2 separate regions of the Gossypium hirsutum genome follow, and region 1 is linked to region 2. Evidence: chromatin contacts called from public Hi-C data. All regions are on one chromosome and are shown on one strand. Each heading gives the region's core, a stretch centred on a gene start, on an enhancer-like site or on the middle of the called end of the contact. The rest is flanking DNA. Distances are from core to core; before and after follow the strand shown.

Region 1 (4,437 bases), core at 1,789-4,288, 370 kb before region 2:
CCTAATTAACTACACAACTAACTTTGTAAATATTTATTAAAAATATTACGAGCCCAATTTAAGGAAATGGAGTCTCGGGAGTATACTTTCTGATACCCCTAACTATCAGGTCGTTACAACATCGCCTAGTCATTATTGCCCTTCCCCTGGATGTCCACATTGTGCAGCTTCTTTAAGTCTCGCAGTGGCGGCGAAATTCGTTGCCTCCACCCGAACTACCATAACACCCATTCAATTTGTGCATTTCCACCATTGTGTGCATTACCAACGACACCTTGGCGTCCTACATTTGTCAATTGTCCAACGCGTCTGGCGAGATGCAAGATACGACATCTATGTCGACGTACGACATCCATTCAAACTGAAAAGCAAAATTGTAAATATAGTTATGTATGAATTTTCTTTTACAAATCATTACGTAATTAATATAGGTTCGAAAGAATAAATAACTAACCTCGGCTTTTGAGCGTTGATCTAACAACAACCTAAAATCTTCTAGCTCCTCAGATAGTCCCACGTAGCTCGGCTTATGGTTCCACCTATGTAAGTAACATGTTAGTCGAAACATATAATAAAAAAATTATTGTACAAACTATGTATTTGTTAATAAATGATGTTTACCTTGTCACCAAACGGGAACATGTATGGGTCAATCACCTTGTGATGTAGAAACGATAGTCGCTACTAGGCCCATGACTGCAGCAAAAGCAGTCAACCACTGATCGACGCCGCACTCGATACCGTGACTCAATATATCTCCCGGTATAATATCAACAATATGGAAAATCTCCAACTTAGTTTTTCACACTCATTGAAGTCCACTTGATGTAGTAGTCACTTTATGTGCACCAAATTTCGAGATTTTTCAGGCATTAAAATGCCCCGACTAACCTCATGATGTATGCTCGGGTGTATTGCTCTATGACCTCCTCCGTTCGGTCTTTAAGGAGCTCGTCAAAATTATCTTTCAACCAGTTGATCGATATCCGACCACCTTCGAACTTGTCCTGGACCTTCTCCAATAATGTTGTGCAGAGGTCCTCTTTACTCGAAACGATCGCTGATTTCGTGATGACTGACCCATCCATTGGCAGACCGAGTTGTAGCGCTACGTCCTTGAGTGTGATTGTACACTCGCCGCATGGAAGGTAGAAAGCGTGTCTTTCGGGCCTCTATCTTTCTACTAACGCGCTGATTAGTGCCAAATCAAGTTTGCAGCCCCTGAACATGCAAGACGCATGTAAGAATCCAACCACTTACAAGTAGCCATGAATTTCAAGGATCGTAGGCTTTTCCATATCATGAATGAAGCCCTGCAGAACACGATCATCCGTCTACTTACACAATAAAAACAATTTCATCAAATTAAAAAAATTAAATTTAACATTATTGAAATAAATGAAATTTAAATTTCCGTTGTACCATTACTGCTTAGATGGTCGAAATATGCTTGTTGTCGAAGTAGATTAGAGAGGCGGCCATCGTGAAAAATTGATTTTGAACAAATACAATACAAGATAATAAAAATATTATTATTTTTAAATAAAAATATCGAACACAATCAAAACGAGTAAGTTGAGAGACTTGAGAGGTTTGAGAGAGTTGAGAGAAGGGTGTGAATGAAAAAATATGAAATTTGGGGGTATTTATAGGGTAAAAAAACTTACCGTTGGAATTTTAAATTTTTTACCGTTGGCGCGACAACGTTAAAAAAACCGTTGCTTTTTTATCATTGAGGGAAAGCGTGTCTAGCTAGGTGCGCTTTCCTGACACCTATGCAGAAAGCTTGCCCACTTGTACGCACTTTTTATTTCTCTCTCCTAAAATCGGCCTATTTCCCTAATTAATTTTGAAACCGGCCTAAAAGCCTAATTAATTTAAAAAACAACCTTTAGGCCTAATTCTTTTTTTAATAGCTTAAATTCTTTTTTTCAAATTCCACCTAAATAGGTGATTTTTTCGAAATTGCTCATAATTTACTAATAAGTGATTGGATGCAATGGTAAAATATATTACACTCTTAAGAGGAAAATGAAGGTTCGAACTCTGGAAAGGAGAGTTAAGAACCCCAAATATGAACCATAAACGGGACATGAAGAATACAAAAAAAAAATTCTAATTTTATTTGGTTTAATAGACATGTATTTTTATTTAATTATAAATATATAATTTAAATTTTATTTTATTAAAACTATTTATAATTTTTTACAAATATAACGACATTTTTTATATTATTTATTTTTAATATAATTATTCTTCTTTTATAATTATTTTTTAATTTGTAAAATTCTATTAACTTAATATTTTATAAACAAATTATTTATAAAAAAAGCAATTGAAAATCCTAACATTTTAGATTTCATTTGTATTAAGGTTTTTAAAATTTTAAAAATAAATTTATTTGTCTGGATAAATATATTAGAAAAATTCAAAATCTATGAGTAATTTCGAGAGAGATTCTCAATTTACTTTTTTAAATTCCACTGCTTTTCAAATTTCTTCATAATTTTATTTAATTTAGTACATATGATTTCATTATAAGATAAAATATTTAATTTTAAAAGATATTTTATTTAATTCTAATATATATTTTTAAAACTTTTATTTTATTAAAATTATTTATAAACTTTTATAAATATAATGATATTCATATTAAATTTTTTATTTTAAAATATTTTTTATATATAAAATTATAATAAATAAAATATTTATCCAATGCTAACAGCAACTGATTTAATTTTAAAAATGATTAAAATGTTATCATTTAAAAATTCTTAAAAGCAATTGCTTTAATTCATAATTCGAAGTACCCAAGTTTAAAATGAAATACAAAAACGAGTAACTGCTTATCCAAATAGATTAGATCTAAATAAAATAAAAAAGTTAATCTAATAAATTTTCTTTGCTTTTTTTTTTATTACTTTGATTTGTATAAAATTGTGAACACCTCATATAGTCTTTTCTTTTTAATATTTTAACTTACACATAGATAATCAAATAAACTCCAACTTTTAATTTATATTATTCAAAATAATATATTATTCAAAATAAAACACACATTGGAGAGATAAAAAAAAAAAACCCACCTTTAAGGTTGTCCCACAAAAATCCCTACTTTGATTACTTAACTATTTTTTGTAACCTTCCTTTACAACTTGAAAGTTGGAAGCAAAGCTTGGCAGGGAAACCACAAAAAAAAAAAAGAAAAAGAAAAGCAAAGCATGAAGCTCAAAAACAAAGGTAAAGTATATCCATCCCCTTCTTCTTCTTCTTCTGCTTCTTCTAGTGAAGACCATCTTTCCGTTTTAAACCTTCTTCCAGCTGCAATTTTAGTTGTTGCTTCAGTCCTTTCTCTCGAGGACCGACAAGTTTTAGCTTACATGATTACAAGGTCTCTCAAAACCACCACCACCACCACCACCAACCCTTCTTTAATCTCTCCCAAGAAAAGATCTTCCAAGAAACACCCACCACCCTCCGCCGCCAAACCCTCCCATAAGCCGCCTGATTTCGACTGCGATTGTTTCGACTGTTACACCACTTATTGGCTTCGCTGGGACTCTTCTCCTAACCGCGAGCTTATCCATCAAGTTATCGAAGCTTTTGAAGATCACTTATCCAGTGGCGAATCCCACAAAGCTTCCAAGAAAAATGCGCGTCTCAAAAGGAGGGATGCTAACACCAAAACAGTCTCTCGCATTCCCGAGAACCCGGTTTCTGACCTCCCGGGTCACCAAGCCCCCGTCTCCACCGAGGAAGCACCTGTTTTTGCTGATGACGTCATTTTCACGGAGAAGAATGTTGAAGAAGAGTCAGCTGTAGCGGTGGAAATGACGGAGGAATATCCGGTAGCGGAAGATAGTGATGTGGAAATAGGTACGCGGCCGCCGCCGACAAGTAACGACAAGGGTTTGGCTAGGAAAGTGTTACCGGACATATTAGGATTATTTAATTCTCGTTTATGGGGTCTTTGGAATCCAAATGTGTAATTTTCTGTTTCAGAATTTTTCGAGACCTTAAAACTGAGGAAAAAAAAGAGAATATTATTATATTAAATATTATTTAATATTGGGGTGGCAATATCGATAAGATAGGTCAATGTTCTGCCCAAAAACCTCTTTCTCGTGACCTTAACCCAACCTTTACCACGCCTCCTTATTTTTCTTTTACCCCTCCATCCTAAATCATACATTTTGTTTTTTAATTCAATTTAAAAGTTTTGTTTAATATATTTTGTAAATTTATTTATTTAATAAATAGTTATATTTTTTACGAAATAATCAAACTCTTAAATACTTTTTATCTTGTAATTTAATGATAATTTTTGGAGAATTAGTGAATGATTATTTATGTAAATCATAAACTCAACAGAAGATAAAAGAAAAACACTTACCCAGTCATAGGTAGAGATGAAACTACATCAAAATTTTAATCATA
Region 2 (4,574 bases), core at 1,532-4,031:
TGAGACTTAGTGGAATATAAAGCATCATCAATGATAAATTTTGTACCTTCGGGTAATAATATAATAGCTCTTCCGGAGCCTTTAATAAGTTTTGAACTACCCGATATTGTATTAATATGGGCATTACTTATTGTGAAATGAGAAAAATATTTTTTATCTTTGAGTATTGTATGTGTTGTAGCACTATCTACAAGACACATGTCTCCATTAATTTTGGGTCCATCGAAATTTTGTTAAACATTCATATTTTTTATAAAAAAAACAAAATATAATATGAGAAACATTACAAATATTTATTAAGGATATAAATTATTCTTTATGCAAGAAAATAAAGCATACTTAAAACAATATAAAAATGTCAAAATAACATCAAATTTCTAATGATTCTCAACGAAATTTGCCACATCTAGATAAGTTATATTATTAAGGTCATTAAATTTATCACCCTTGCAGGCATGGTCAGTTTTAATATTATAGTGAATATCTTCATCTTTTACCTTCATTCCATCATTTTGAGATGTAAAATTTGTCTCCATATGCTTTCCCTTCTTTTTAATGGATGCTTGATAAAGTTTCACTAAATGCTCATGCGTATGATAGGTACATGACCAATGCTCCTTCATACCACATCTGTAGCATATATTCTCAACAATCTAAGGATTATTTTGACCACTTCTTTATTGTCTTTCATTGTTATTCTTTTTTTGGTGGTTAGAAGTATCATTGTTATGACCACCATGATAACGATTACTAGTACGTCCTCGACCACGTCCCCTATTACATCCACGACCACGATCACGACCTCTCTATTTTCTATTTTTATAATTATTGTGCACTGCTACATTCACTTCAGGGATTGGTACAAAACCAGTAGGACGAATTTCATGATTTTTTATCAACAACTCATTATTTTGTTCAGCCATCAAAAGGCATGAAATCAATTCAGAATACCTTTTAAAACCTTTTTCACGGTATTGCTGCTGTAGAAGCACATTAGTAGCTTGAAAGGTTGAAAATGTTTTTACTAGCAAGTCCTCATCAATTATGTTTTCTCCACATAATTTTAGTTGAGAATTAATTTTTAAAAGTTCTGAATTGTATTCACTTACAGCCTTAAAATCTTGCAACCGTAAGTGCATCCAATCATAACGAGCTTTAGGGAGTATTACCGTTTTTTGACGGTCAAATCGTTCTTTCAAATTTTTCCACAACTCAAGAGGGTCTTTCACAATGAGATATTCCACTTTTAATCCTTCATGTAGATGATGATGAATGAAAATAATTGCTTTTGTCTTTTCTTGATTAGATGCTTCTTTATCTACTACTATAGTATTTTCTAGACCTTTAGCATCTAGGTGAATTTCAACATCTAACAACCATGACAAAAATTCTTGCTTGAGATGTCTAAGGCCGCAAGTTCAAGTTTGGCAAGATTTGATAATCACTTGAATCAAAATAAAAAATATTAGTAAAATAATAAGTATTCTAAATCGTAAAATAATTCAATTATATATACCAAATTTGCTAAATAATAATATGTATGTCAAATATTGGCGTAAAGAGAAATAGTCATAATAATAATTTAGCACAAATTACATTAATTGAAATTTCTTTTAGTAAAATAAAAACATGTATATATTATTTTCATTATTAGATTTGAGTTGTAAAAATAAATGTCCAAATGTTACCCAAAGCAAATAGTTCATCTAGAAAATAAAATAAAAGAATTATGAAAATACGTATACTGTAAATAGTTTAACGGGAGTTATACGGGTAAATTATATAAAGTTGAAATGATGTGAATTTCACTATAAACTTGTAGAAACTTGTGCTGATAACATATTATAAAACAATCAAATAAAAGAACACTTAAAGTAAATAGAGAATTTTCTTGTATCTTCTTTTCATTTACAAAAAAAGTTTTATATATAAGCTATTGACATTCAATGCAACATAAAGAAATGAAGCTTATTTAACTGTTTTATTGACACGTACATTAAGTATGTTTAATAATGAATGAGGAGTTTAACTCATTACTTTTATAAATGTTTAAATGTTATAGACATTCATTTAATGTATTTACAACAAAAGGAAAATTATTTTAAAATTTTAAATTAATTTGCAGTTAATATTGAAGTAAATTTGATTAGAATAGTTTATTAAATAAAAATAAAATAATATTTTTTTTGAAAATACTTATATGCATAAGACACTTAAAATTCTAATAAATCTTTTAAATTTTATATTAATGTTATGCAAATAATTTCTACAGCATTAATTAAAAAGTTACTATAGAAACTCAAATTTTAAAATATTTTGACAGGACTTTTTAAGGTAAAAATCATAGATTAGGGCTTATTTAACTATATATTATTATAATGTAAGGGCTTCTTTAAACGAAGTCTAGTAGTCTAAGCAGTTTTTTAAATATATTAGCCAAGAAAATTCAGGCTTCGTTTGGATGGGCGATTGACTGTGGTGCGGTGCGTTTAGCTTACTTTTTATCTCACGCTACAGTATCACTACAGTATTTAATCTCACCGCTACCACTGTTTTTACACTAACCGCAGCTAAACGCACTGCTTATCCAAACTCACCCTCAATCTCTATAGAAAAAAAAAATGGCTCTCTAAAGAAAAAGAAAGAGAAGAACGTGGGAAATTCACAAGAGGACATATTCGTAAATATGTGAAACAGGACAATGGTGGCATATTCGCTTGACATGGTGGCTCTTTACGTCATTTATCAAAAAAATGGAGGGCCATTTATAGAATTAACCAACAAACTTAGCAAATAGGGTTGTTGCGTTGTTTAACGATTAACCAAGCCTTTGATTTCTCCAGTTTCCCCTTACTAAACCCCAGCGATTGCAGGGCAGAAGCAGTTGAAAAACCCAGCAACCAAGAATAATTTATAACTAAAGAATAAAATTTGATTTCTTTCCTTCTTTGAATATTTTGTTCTCATGGTACTTTAGCAGTCTCCGTTGCTCCCTATATACACTCACACTGTATCAACATACGCTCCAACCGTAGCCGGCCATGGCTCTCCCTATTGGAAAGCTAAGTATACTCGTCGGTGCAGGTCTGTGCCATCGTTGCTCCCCTCAAATTTCTTTTTGAACTTATGATTCAGTTATCTTTTGGATTTCTGAGGGTTTCTTACGTTTTGCGGTTGCTAAATCCGTTTAATATTTTGGGTTAGTTGAACTAAATTTAGGGTTTTAGATGGACCCTTTGTTTCGAGTTGTGTTTAGCTCGTGGGATTTATGTTGTTCGGTTTGTTGGATTCTAGGGAATGGCTACTGGTTATGGTGCTGAGTTGGCAATTGATTTCATTGAATTGGGGTGGTTTTATCTGGCTCCTGTGTTTTAGTGCTTTGTTAGATACCGTATAATGCATTAGGGACCAAGGTCCTAGCTGTGGGACTGGGATTGAAACTGGAACGGGAAGCTGGAATCTTGTTTTTGTTAGCTTAAGATGATGAGCTTGAAGGAAGATTTTACAAACAGAGGGGGCCTCTGTAGATTTTACAGGCTAGTAGGCTGGAGTGATATTCAATGGAACTGTAAATGTTTATAATATCAAACGGTATCTATATGTTGTAAAAATGACTTTGTTATCTTATTGTGAAGTATCTTGATGCCTTCTCTACTAATGGAAGATGATCCCTATAGACATTTATGGTCTAGGATAGTAATTTCATAGGCTTAGTCTTTACTTCACCATTGAGAGAGAATAAAAGCATCGTTTTTTATTCTAAATCGATCAATTGATTAGACAAACTCTTTGCTTTGAAAATTATGATCAAACTAGTATGTTCATATGTGAACATATTATTTTTATGTTTGTTGAGTAAAAACGTACCTACCAACTTGGATATGCCTCAGCCATTAGAAAGAACCACTTTTCTAACTAATTTGGCTGTTATTTTCTTTCTAGGTGTTGTTGGCTCAATTCTTGCGAAAGAAGGACACATGCGAAATCTTTCTGATTTTGTTTGTGGTGCTTTCAAGGTACTTTTTCCATTTCTTAAGTGAAATGCAATTTTCTTTTAATATATAAAATTGAGATGATGCTGCAGTTCCTTTCTTGCTGACTTGGTAATAATTTCTCCTGCTGCAGTTTGCTTTTCGGCAACTTAAACATGATGATTCTACTCCATCAGGAAACAAGCCACGCAATGACTATTTGATGGATCAGGTTTATACTTGATCTCCTATGCCCATTATGAGTAAACTATAATATAGTAGCTTCTGATATTTGGAACTGTTTCTGCTTGTTTGATTGTTATAGTCGAAAATTGAGATGCCAATTGAACAATGACAATGATTTTTATGATGTTCTATGACCCTTCAGTCTTTTACTAAGTAATTGATGATTGAAAAGAAATTACCAGCCTCCAGGTGTTATTGATGATTATAACTAATTTTTACCTCTGTTTTGTAGTGATGAAATTTGGCTGCATTTGCTTCAAGATTAATTTCTTTTGACATTTCTGTATGGTGCTAAGGAGTTGGTTGCTGAGTCCAATTTTAAAATTCTATGTTTAATTACATCCTGAAAAAAAAATT

What was found. A called contact is a pair of places that touch in the nucleus more often than the background predicts.
Region 1: a Hi-C map of leaf shows a contact between it and region 2, with 2.5 times the contacts expected there. The contact joins the promoter of LOC107886361 here to the promoter of LOC107886365 in region 2. A contact is called at or near these places in 5 of 34 Hi-C or Micro-C datasets (callus, hypocotyl and leaf).

Annotation. Positions count from the first base shown.
Region 1 is chrA03:78,875,089-78,879,525 of Gossypium_hirsutum_v2.1, reverse strand. LOC107886361 reads left to right here and starts at 3,038. Exons shown (of 1, transcript XM_016810286.2): 1 at 3,038-4,056. The coding sequence starts at 3,222. The coding sequence ends at 3,989.
Region 2 is chrA03:78,501,845-78,506,418 of Gossypium_hirsutum_v2.1, reverse strand. LOC107886365 reads left to right here and starts at 2,781. Exons shown (of 14, transcript XM_016810291.2): 1 at 2,781-3,084; 2 at 3,943-4,016; 3 at 4,126-4,203. The coding sequence starts at 3,042.